3 separate regions of the Mus musculus genome follow, and all the other regions are linked to region 2. Evidence: chromatin contacts called from public HiChIP or PLAC-seq data. All regions are on one chromosome and are shown on one strand. Each heading gives the region's core, a stretch centred on a gene start, on an enhancer-like site or on the middle of the called end of the contact. The rest is flanking DNA. Distances are from core to core; before and after follow the strand shown.

Evidence for each region. HiChIP or PLAC-seq counts read pairs in DNA pulled down with a chosen protein or histone mark.
Region 1: an H3K4me3 HiChIP or PLAC-seq map of the 230-238 cell line shows a contact between it and region 2, with 23 read pairs. The contact joins two enhancer-like sites. A contact is called at or near these places in 1 of 15 datasets of contacts at CTCF or cohesin (the NIH/3T3 cell line), 8 of 484 Hi-C or Micro-C datasets (the 63-12 cell line, B cells, the MC38 cell line and 3 more), 4 of 115 datasets of contacts at active chromatin or transcription factors (the 230-238 cell line, bone marrow-derived macrophages, embryonic stem cells and 1 more) and 3 of 9 other capture datasets (adipose tissue, bone marrow-derived macrophages and liver).
Region 3: a contact with region 2 is called in an H3K4me3 HiChIP or PLAC-seq map of the 230-238 cell line, with 32 read pairs. The contact joins two enhancer-like sites. A contact is called at or near these places in 1 of 15 datasets of contacts at CTCF or cohesin (large pre-B cells), 1 of 484 Hi-C or Micro-C datasets (the N1E-115 cell line), 3 of 115 datasets of contacts at active chromatin or transcription factors (the 230-238 cell line, embryonic stem cells and pancreatic cancer cells) and 4 of 9 other capture datasets (adipose tissue, embryonic stem cells, liver and 1 more).

Annotation. Positions count from the first base shown.
Region 1 is chr3:126,612,115-126,615,996 of GRCm38.p6, forward strand. The region is part of intron 2 of Camk2d (calcium/calmodulin-dependent protein kinase II, delta); the gene reads left to right. Among named protein-coding and RNA genes, the nearest start is that of Camk2d, 17 kb to the left of the region's middle. Within about 2 kb of position 1,772, at least 57 of the 459 cell types and tissues checked have an H3K27ac peak or open chromatin away from gene starts, as enhancers often do. A contact at or near this core is called in the 230-238 cell line, the 63-12 cell line, B cells and 1 more, where this site is marked.
Region 2 is chr3:126,811,312-126,814,969 of GRCm38.p6, forward strand. The region is part of intron 16 of Camk2d (calcium/calmodulin-dependent protein kinase II, delta); the gene reads left to right. Among named protein-coding and RNA genes, the nearest start is that of Gm15551, 140 kb to the left of the region's middle. Within about 2 kb of position 2,365, at least 18 of the 459 cell types and tissues checked have an H3K27ac peak or open chromatin away from gene starts, as enhancers often do. A contact at or near this core is called in the 230-238 cell line, the 63-12 cell line, B cells and 1 more, where this site is marked.
Region 3 is chr3:126,562,631-126,566,413 of GRCm38.p6, forward strand. No RefSeq gene overlaps it. Among named protein-coding and RNA genes, the nearest start is that of Camk2d, 32 kb to the right of the region's middle. Within about 2 kb of position 1,536, at least 15 of the 459 cell types and tissues checked have an H3K27ac peak or open chromatin away from gene starts, as enhancers often do. A contact at or near this core is called in the 230-238 cell line, where this site is marked.

The DNA of each region.
Region 1 (3,882 bases), core at 522-3,021, 200 kb before region 2:
GTATTTTTTTTAAAGTCAAGTGTTATGGAGTGTTACTGGAGATTGCAGTGTATGTTGTGACTGTTGTGAAAATTATTGGAGGGGTCTACTTAAAGCCAAAAGTGACTAGGACATCTAACCAATAGGATGCCACTCAACACCAGATTCTTGTGTCTAAAAGACTAGCACTGGTCTGTACAGTTACGTAGAGGAATAAATGTTTTGCAGAGTCTGTTTTCCTGTAGTTTTGCTAATACATGTTTAGGGACCCAGAGCCTTTAATGTCACATCTGTGCATACTGCACTCAACTGCTGCCTTCTTCTCTCTCTCTTTTTAAGAAACTGAGAGTTACACAGTTTATTCCACAGTGTTGAATCACTTAAATAATGAAAAAAATCATTCATTCCCTTAGGTAACTTTAGTTTAAACATTTAATCTCTGTAGGTTGGCTTAGCCATGTAAATTTTCCTCTGTTTTTAAAAATCGTAAAAAAAAAATATGTAAGAGCTTTGACTTTTATTCATATTAAGGTTTTCATGGTTGCACTTAAAGGAGAAAGAAAGATCACTGTTTTATTCAATGCAAATATGTAATTCATAGTAATTTGACTTTTTTTTCCTTTCGTTTTTGGTTTTCAATAAATACATCTGTCCGAAGTTTTTCTTCACCCAACCCCAACTTCTCCCAGCCTCCTCCTCTTCCTCTTCCTCTTCCTCCTCCTTTTCTCTCCCAGCTCCACTTCTCTCTTTTCCTTCAGAATAAAAAGCAGGCCTCCCTTGTTAGCCAAATAAGGCATAAGAAGGTCAGACTAGGCTTAAACCCTTGTATCAAGTCAGGGTGAGGCAATGCAGTGTGAGGAAAGAGCTTTGGGAACAGAGCAGAAGGCCATCTGTCAACTTAAAGGACAGTGAGTCAAAATTGACACAGCTCCTGGAAGGATTAGAGAAATTCTATTTCCGCAAGTAGCATTTGATTGCCCATGCCCAACCCTGTCCTCCAAACATAAGTAGAATCAAGACCCACTTGCATCTAATTTTGGAAATAAGTTTTGGAAATAATTTTCTTAGTGTTAACTTTGCCTATTGCTCTCTATGTATATCTTATATGCTCAGGAAAAAGGAGAGGGAAATTTGACTTAATCTTACTTAATTTTGTTTGAAGGAAAAACATTTGTAATGCTTCACACTGGCAGACAACTAGTGTCTGCTGTCTGCGTAGTTCCCCCACTGTGATAATCCTAAATGCCTGTAATTCTTCAATGGCAAATAGAGATGGCATCAGCATCATAGCAGGATCAGGGATGGCCACGGGACACTGAGACCATTATGTTTTACATCATAATGACTCTAAAAATGGAAACTAACATTTGTTGATTTTTTGTAATCTTTAAAAAAACGCTATTATAGATAGAATGTTTTAAAGTATGTTTTTAAATAATTGAAATCAACCCGAAATTTAGAAACAGTGGCATTAGAAAAACAGTGACCACACACAGGGTCAGCTTTAAAAATAACACGTAGCTTTGAAAGTACAATTTCTTTTCTCCTTAGCATGTAAATGATTTATTCAGATTGTCTATAATAAGCCTAGCGGGGAAGAAAGGAGGAAGTGAGAAACGAGTCTCTGAGAAATCCTTAAAGCTCATACTAGTGCTTATGTAGCAGCTTCCATTCAAGGATCGAAAGGTCCACGGTGTTTCTGGAACAAAGGTCAGGGACAGCCTACAGGATTCTTGTTCCCAGTGCTGTTTTGTCTGCCTCCCTTCAGTGCCTCATCAGAGCCGTTTCCTCACACACCTCACATTCCTTCCAGAGTCTAGGGACAGATGACACAGTTACCTGCTGCAACAGCAGCTCGATTATGGGAGCAAAAGTGATTACGTGGGTTAGAATCTCCGTGGTCCTCTGATCAGTAACCCGGTACAAATGTTCTGTCCTGGAGATAGTTGATGCCTTATCCCACCCACCTCACCTGTTTTAATTGTCTGGATGACACATGAAGGGGACATCCAGGACATTGCTTAGCAGGAGTGGGTCAGTAGGGTTGACTGACACAGAGGATGAGAGACACCGAGATTCAGCATACTCAGACTGAGGGTCCTGAGTGAGGAACAACGGTGAGCAGTGAGCTCAGAATCTTGAGGAAGGTTTCAAGGCTAAGACCCCTGGGGAGGGTGACATTTTCCTACAACAAGCTGAGAGGTGTCAGTTGATCTTGGTGAGGGAAGATGAATTGTGTTGGAGATACAAAAGCTAGATTGGGGATGAAGTACCTAAAAGAGCATTGGACACTGGGTGTGGTCCTTCAGAAAAGACCTATGGAGGCAGTGCATTGTTTCTGAAATCGCACTGCCAGGATTCAACACGGCTTCATCCTTGGGAAAACTTCATAATCTCCCCAAACCTTGGTCTTCTACTCTCTGGAACTCGAGCCACTGTCATTTATGATCAGTGCATGCCTGCATGCTGCTGTGGCACAATGCTGTGGATAGTGGATGAAATGGAGAAGCCAGCCCGGTTTAGAGGAGAGAAAATGATGTGTCAGAAAGGTAGAAAAAAAATGGAGAATGTGAATTTCAAATTCTTAGGGCGGGAGGTTTTGCAAAGGCTAGTGGAGAGTGCTGGTTAGTTTCTGTCAACTTGATACAAACTAGAGACATGTTGGAGGAGGAAGCCTCAATCAGGACTTGCCTCCATTAAATTGGCAAGTCTGTGAGGGGTTTTCTTGCCTGATAATTGGTAGGAAAGGGACTAGCCCACACAGAAGGAAGACCAAGAAAAGACTTCCCATTCCCATGTAGCAGAATCAGAAGCAGGTCTTTGGCGAAGTTTATGTGGATTGCATCATTAGCTTAATGCCATCTGAGAAAGGAGGGACAGTCTTAGGGTGGCTTCCAGGTACTGTCGGAGGAAGAAGTCTATCAAGAGAGCACAGGGGTGACAGCAGCCCGAAGGGTAGCTGTGACGCTAGGAGGATGACATTTACGTCAGTTTCCCAGGAGACTCTTGCTACTTAGGACCTGGCAAGGCAGCCACGGGGAATCTGGCTTTTCTTTTCTTTTTCTTTTTCTTCTTCTTTTTTTTTTTTTTTTACTTTGAAAAAAAATTTTTTTCAGTGTGACATTACTTTCCTTAATTTGGGAGAGCTAGTGAGAATAAAACAGCTGGAAATGAAATGGAAACCAGGTACTAGAAAAGCCCCGCCGCCCACACACAGATGCTTTCTCCTGTTATTTCCGGGAAGGAGGTGATCAAAAGCAGAACACTGGATAAGAAAATAAATTATATTATCCAGGAGTAACGGCTAGAATGGTTCCATTTGGATTCAAAACTAGAACAGGAACAAACACAGTGGCTGCTTCAACCTGAAAATGAAGCCCGGGGAGTCGGTGATTCATGATCTAAGTTGTACAGTCCCCGTTGTACAGTCTGTTTCCTCTCCATAGGCAAAGACCCCACAGGCAGCTTCAGATAGGTCAGGATTATGCAGAGTTTTATAAGTAGGAAGGCACTGTTTAGGGAAGAAAATGACTTTACATCAGGAATAATATTTAAGTACTGGAAAGACGGAAGCTGGGTTCATCCTGGTTCTATTCTGTACTGGTACTAAGTTACGTAAGGCTCACTGCTATTCTATGTGTATGCTGTTCATTCACATTAGCTGGTTCCTGGATGCCCCTCCCCACTCTTCCTAAATGAACTCCCAGGTTTCATAGTTATGATGATACCAGCTTTGGGTTCAGACCATCTCACCATCTAGCACATTCAGTGACTTCGCAAAGGCTGTACTCACGTTCAGTTTGTTTTTCCAAGTCCACTTTTAACAAATAAAAGATTTTTATTTGTTAAAAATAAAAGATTTTTATTTGTTAAAAATAAAAGATTCTTTTTGACATAGGTATG
Region 2 (3,658 bases), core at 1,115-3,614:
TGTTCTTGCTGTAGCTCAGTATGTATAGCTTCCTCTTTGCTTGGGTAGAATATATTCTGAAATATTATTATAATAATAAAGATATTTAAAATAAACATTTAAAGGAGGGTAAAATATATTTGAAGAATTGAAAAAATGTGATTCATCCATTAGCTAAATCTTAACTGGGAAGTACCTTTTGTAAAAATGTCACTAAATTCTATAATTCTTTAGGTAGCGTTAATGAAATAGTCTCGAAAAACATATGAACTTGTGTTATAGAATAAATAACCAGTAAGTAGATCTCAGGTCCAGGAGGAAGATGGACAATTTAGGAAATGAAAATGGCTGCAGGCCACAGTTGGCAGTCACCTCTGCTGCTCCTTTTCTTCTTGGTTAAGTAGAGCACTGGCACTGTTCAGGCATACTCTCTGTATTACTAGGGCACTTCCCTACTTCTCTTAAAGAAAGACACTCATTGTTTCTTAGAGTGCAAATGTAGAGATCAGTGTCAAGGCTACGATTAAGTCTACGCCTCCCATTTTTGCTGAGTCATTGATATTACGTAAAAAACATATGTGTTAACCAAATAAACAGATGCACCATTTAGCTTTGCCAGTGATTCAGGAAGGATCATCTTGTGAATGTTTTAGCATTAGCTCTTCAGTTAAATAAAATGTTGCACATGGTTTTGATACCAGCTTAGGTAAGTGTTTGGTGGACACTCCCAGAGAGAGTCTAGGTCATTGTGCACCAGAACAAAGAGCTGAGCCAAGGCTGATGCAGCTGAAGTAAAGACCATTTATTTGAGAGAGAGAGACAGACAGACAGACAGACAGACAGAGACAGAGACTTCCAGCAGAGGAATTAGGCCAGGGGAGAGAGAGCTCAGAGCAGGAGTAGCCTGGCTTCATGGAGGATGGAGATGTTGTATGTTATGGAATGTGATCTTTCTGTCCCTATTGCATTGCCTGATTTTTTTTCACACATTCTCTGTTGCATGTAGTTCTATATACAGCTTCATGTATTCCATATTATAATGAACCATGGGCCACTTTAAACACTGTAAAACTCTTCCTATGAGTGGCAGGGTTCTGCTGGCCTCAGCTAAGGGTATCCTGCCCTCCTCTTTGCCAGCTACTGTTTTTCTCATATGTTATTTTTTTTTTTTTTCAGTCTTTGCTGAGGCCTACAGGTCTTAGCTTCCACCCTGCTCCCTGGTCTCTATTTTTAATCAAGTGTCTGAAAACCTATCCGTTATCCACCAGAGGAGCGAATATTTAAATAACTGAGTATAGCGAAGGGAATCCCAACACCTCAGTATATGTAGTTCATCCACCTAGGACATTTTCACACCTTGGTAATTATGAGAATGGCTTTAATTTATAATGTTTCTCATCTGAGTTTGACTTGAGCTATTAAGTACTTGCTCAGGATAACTCTCTCTTTCATTTATCTACATATCAGTGTGTCTATTACAGTCTCTCAGGTGAGCATGGGAGCACACACCTGTAATCCCAGCACTCAAGATGCTGGGGCAAAAGGACACAGAGTTTAAGGTTAAAAGTGGATATAAAATGAGGTCTAGACCTGCCCTGTGGACATAGTGAGACCTGACTCAAAGAAACAAGTCAAAATAAAATGAGCCAAAGTTTCCCTTGGGGATTTGAAAAATTGATGCACTATTTGTTTTTAGGGTTATAACAGACTTATACACACAAAATTTTAGAAATTAAGTATAAAACTAAGATTAACAAGTATAATATAAGATTAAAGAAAATGTCTAGGTAATAATTGAGCACAGGGTGCTCACATTTATTTTCTGGAACCTAATGAATAAATTTCATTTCTGCTTGATCATACTGGTATAGACCATATAGGCCTCAGCTGTCTTCCCTCTAAAATATATGCAGCCCTTTGAGAGCAGATCCTTTTAATGTTGGTAGATTCTAGAAACCTTTAGGACTATCTACGCTTCTGAAAATCACCCAGGCACCATTGTAGATATAAGTAGGTAAAAGGTGAAAGACAGGAAATGGTTTTAATGCATTTATTTTGTTGGCGATTTCTTTCTGCAGGAATAGCTCCCTCTGTCAAGTCACTGAATAATTACCTAAGAAAGGGCTGATATATTTAAGTGATGTGTATAGTTTTGCCATACTCTGTGTAGTTTAGTAGAAAGTATGTTATTGTCTTATTCTGTGAGAAGGCAAAGCCCTATCTTCCATGTACGAACTGATAAAGACAATTATATAATTTGACCAAAACTATATCCTCTACGCATGACTAATCCACATCAAGAAAATACTTTTACTTTCTTCTACTGCCTATGCTATCTGAGCAAGGTTGTGTACAGCATTGTTACTCAAGTGAAACCCCACCCCTGGCAGCAGACTCATCTAGACCAGTTTCCATAGCATCGTCCTATGTGGCTAGCACAGGTCCTCTCCCATGAAACACAGCCAGCAGCAGCACCTACGGTTAAGCTGCTCATGGAGGCGCATGCCCTTGTTAGGATATCACAGGCTTCCTATACTAATGCCTAGTTCTCGTCAGCTACCCAGGAAATGAGTGTTTCTGTCTCTCTCTACTGCAGAGAGCATGGGTAACTCCCACATAAGGTGACCTAATGAGAGGAATTAAGTACATCAGCTTCTTGGTGGTAGCAGGGACCCACGAGGCCAGCTGTTGCATAAGGAAACTCAAGTAGAAAGCAGATGAATGGAGCAGAATTCTAGGCAGAGACTTTGGATCACTCTTGATACTAGGATGGGAAAAGACCTGTTTTCATTTAGCTCTGCTTGTTAAGTGTCCCTTCACAGTGGCTTGGATTCCCTGAAGATCCAGTTCACATGTTACTGGTAAACTACCTACTATGTTTATTTCAGTTTCTTCATTCATTCAGCAAATACTCACAGAGTGCATGCTGAGTACACATTGTTCAGCCAAGTACCGAGTGGGTCAGCAGATTTCAAAGCTGTCAAGCTGGAACATTCTTGTGTATGTTGTGCATGAAAGCTCCCTTCCTAGCAGACAGGCCCATTTCTCCTAACTCAACAAATAGCAAAGAAACAAGGATGAAGTGAGACTCGGGGTTTCTCTATGATTTTGCTAAGAATGCTTTGGTTTGGTTTTTGTGGCGTTTTTTGTTTATCTGCTTGGTTTTGTTTTGTTTTGTTTTGTTTCGTTTCGTTTAAATATACTTAAGAATCTGAGGATGGTGGTGCCTTCCTATAATCCCAACTCCAGGGGGCTGCAGCTGTAGAATTACTAGTTGAGTGCCAACCTCAGCTATGTAGAAAGAACCTGTCATACAACAAAGCAAACATGAATAAGTGAACAAAGCTAAGGTTTCACATCAGGGCCAGTCCATTCCGCAGCATGCATTCATCTGGAGGACTGGCCGTGTCTAATGTGTCCAACAATCTTAAAAATCTTCCATAGTTCTTGTTATCCAAAGGCAGAGTGGCCACATCCTCACAACTTACTGCCAACATTTCACACAACTTCCCAATACTGTCTCATATTTGGAAGCTGGATACTGTTTCTGATTCTGTGGCCGGAAGCTTAGCAGCTCTTCAGTGTCATGGAGAGTTAGTAATGGTTTGAAAGTTATTGTGTCTTAACAAAGGACAGTTATGGCCAAAGCGGTCATCACCATGGTCTAACATAAAAGTGC
Region 3 (3,783 bases), core at 286-2,785, 250 kb before region 2:
GAGTGTCTATTTCAGAGCTAACGACACGTTGACTGGAACAAAGCTTAAAAGGAATAGCTTTCGTGCTGTTCGACTTGATTTTTTTACGGTCTGGAGAGCACTAGATGTTTTTCAAGAAGTCGGTAGCACGTTTCAAAGAAAAAAAATTGCTACTTATAAACAGGAAGAAAAGAGAAAAATAAAGATAACAGAAGGACAGAAGAGATCATTTTGGTGGTTTGAATAGAAATGCTCCCCCTCTGGGTCATCGTCTTAAATATGTGATTACCAGGGAGTGGCACAAATGTGTCACTGGGAATGGGATCTGAGGTTTCAAGAAGCCATTCCAAATCCAGAGTCTCTCTCTCTTTCTGCTGCTTGCAGATCCAGATGCAGAACTCTCAGCTACTTCTCCTCCATCATGTCTGCCTACATACCACCATGCTCCCCACCTTGATGAGTATGGACTAAACCTCTGAAACTCTAAGCCAGCCCCAGATAAATGTTTTCCTTTATAACAGACGGCATTACCGTTGTGTCTCTTCATAGCAATAAAACACTGACTGAGATAGCCAATTAAACAGATATTCAAATAGCAACAGTAATAATATTTTAGGTAAAATCACATCTGAAATTTTTTTCCTGTAATTACTGAAAATCCCTCCCACTAACCAACAGCGTATACCTTTTGTTAAACACGCATTATTTTGAATTCCCATTTGGCTCCTGTATTTAAGCTTAAGCTAAGTATGAACAACAGTTGATTCTCCACTCCTTCTACGTTTTTATACATCTGTCTGTACTACATCTAAATTTCTATTATCTGGAGATACCAGTAAGCATCACATGTATTAACCTAGTGCCTATTGTAATTGATATAATTCTCTTCTTAGTATCAGACTTCTCTTTATACTTCTGGCATGATAAACTTCCAGTCACAATTACAAGAAATATAATTTTATCATTTGTGTTTTGCCAAAGTAAAGAATTTATTTACTGAGCACAGTATAATCCATTTGATTTGCCAAAGAAATTCTAGGCAACTACACTCTGTTCAGGGCCTGTATGAAGTGAAACCCAGTCAGCCAGGACATCTGCTCCTGTCTGTCCTACAACTTCAGCAGACTTCATTTTATCATCATCCACATCAGACAGGACAGCAACAGCCAGAACAACCTAAGGAAAGAGGCCAGGGAACTGAGCAGTGTGTGTAAGGGACAGTCCCAGACAGTTAATTGGGATATAAGTCAAGTTGGATCAAATCGATGGCTGGCAACTAGCCACAGATGTTGTCTAGAGTCAGGAAAGACACTGAAGGCAACATAGGCACTGGAACAGCATCTGAGGCCTGGGACCTAAGCCAGAAGTCACCACAGTCCTGTCCCTTAGAGAGTTTCTCAGATATACAGATCTAGGAAGGACACGGACACTTCTTAATAAAGTGACATTTAAATAGAAACAAGGAGGAAACGGAGATGCACGTCATGGCCTGGCCATCTCTATTCTCAAGAGAGGAAATAATTGGTGTAATTAGGTAACGACTTGGTGAGAAGCAGATGGTAAAAGCCATCAATGCGGAAGCCACACTGAGGGAAATGCAGGGCAGGGCTGGGGAGCTCAGAGTTCTGGAACAGAGAAGACTCTGAGGATCAGAGGCCCAGCTTTTGAGTTCAGTGGACACAGAGGAAAAGGCATGATCTAAATGTTTTGAAAGAGACAGACTGATTGCCATTGGAAGTAGGCTCTATGAGTTTAGAATAGATGCAGGTAAACTGGGGGGGGGGGGGGGGGAGAGCCTTACAGGGATCCAGGAGTTGGTGAGGTCTTAATGGGATGGGAAAGCAATGGAGGCTCCTAACATGACACATTGCTGAGGGAGATTGGGGGTGAGGAAGGAAGGAAAGATGACTAGAATTTTGCTAAGGATGGCTGATAAGCTGAGGCACTTCACTCAACTTAATGTGAAGAAGACTAGAGAGAGATCTGGGTGTAATGATAAGGGTGGGGTCAGGGGTCTTCTCAAATGTGAGGTTGGTGATGCCTGTCTCCTTACAAATGCAGGCACCAGGCTGATAGCTGGACATGGAAGAGGGAAGTTCCAAGGGAAGACGGAAGGTTGAGTTTTGAGGTTTAGAGTTTGTATCATTTAAAGTACAGCATTACATATGAGAGGATACAGGAAGTGAGTGTAGCTGGAGAGGAGGACTATTGCTGGGGTGAGGTTCAGGAGATCTCAGAACAAGAGACTGAGAAAAGGAAGAAGAACCTACGTGAGGCCGGGCAAAACAAATGCTGAATGAGATGGAAAAGAGGTGTTTCAACATCCACATCCACATGCAGACATGGAGCTCAGATGAGAGAAGTTAATTAATGCTAATTCTGATTATATTGGGGAACTACAAACCGTAGTTGTTAGAAAGATGGACAATTGGTCTGGAAAAGAGAGTCTTTGGTGAAATGGAGAAGGAAGGCTTGGAGAGTTGTTCTAAGGACAAATGAAAGTAGAGAAAAATCGACAAGTACTCCTTCAGTGTTGCTTAGAATGGAGGAAAATACGGGAGGTATGTGAAAGCAGGGTAGTGGTCTGTTCAGGCAAGTGATAAGATCAAACATGATTTACATAATCCTGTGCTGTGAGGACAGTGGTACTGTGAGAGGGAGAGGGGTGTGGTGCTGTGAGAAGGAAAATGATGCTGTGAGAGGGGCGTGGTGCCATGAGAAGGACAGTGGTGCTGTAAAGGGGTGTGACGCTGTAAGAGAGGTGTGATGTAAGTAAGTAAGTGAGTGAGTGGAGGTGGGTATGTTCTGGAGTAGTCGACAACCTTGGTGAGGGCCAAGACCTGCCAATATATCTAGTTACTCTAGAATGCTTCCCCCTGAATCCTCCTTCATCTTTATCAGCAGTATGAAACTCCTACATATCAAATTCACGTTTCTAAGAACCCACTGCTTTCTCTTTTCTGTGGATATGTGTTGTCTTCGTGACTGTTGCTAGATTAGTGAATTTTTAACACACATTGAGTGTCATAATGCCTTCCTTCCCCCTGCAAATATCATGACCATCATGGTAAAACATGATGAAATGGGAGTATACGCTCTGAGCACCCTGAGCATCAGCATATTTAAAATCTATTCTTTCAGTTTTATTGTCAGTTGGATGTGATCTTTTAAAGGTAATGGTGGCTGACAGAATCTCTATAAAGGCTAAAAACAAAAAACAAAACAAAACAAAACAAAAACAAAAAGATGCCTGAAGAATGTCCAGAATTATGCTGCATGCTGAGGACACGCTGCACCCTGACCCTGATATTAGGCCATACCTCAGAGCCACTGCCAATTCAAGCTATGCTCACTTTGTCATGTCCCTACTGCCCCAGAGGGAATGCTTAACTAGCCAGCAGCTGGGGTTATCATGGCTTTTTAGCAAAGCTATGTCAGCAGTAAAGAAGAACAAAAAAGTAAGTAGCTGATATTTCAACTGTCTGTATCTGGGTATTAGAGCTGGCCTAGTTTCTGATTCCTACCCTATAAAGTTCCATCAGGTTGTTGTTTTTTTTCTCAGGAAACAAAACACACAGAGTGTATGTATGTGTGTGTGTTTGTGTGTGTGCTATTGGTGTCTACTCCTTGGTACAATTTTGAATGTCTGAAGTTCTAGCTGTGTCCCTGTATGTTCCCAGTATCCTTTAGGAGAATTAAGTTGTATGCATGCACACTCATGGAACTCCTGTTGGCTGTGATACAGAGCCCACAGACTTTAAACCGTCAAGGAGCTTTGTGTCCTTTGAGGAATGTAAGAATGCA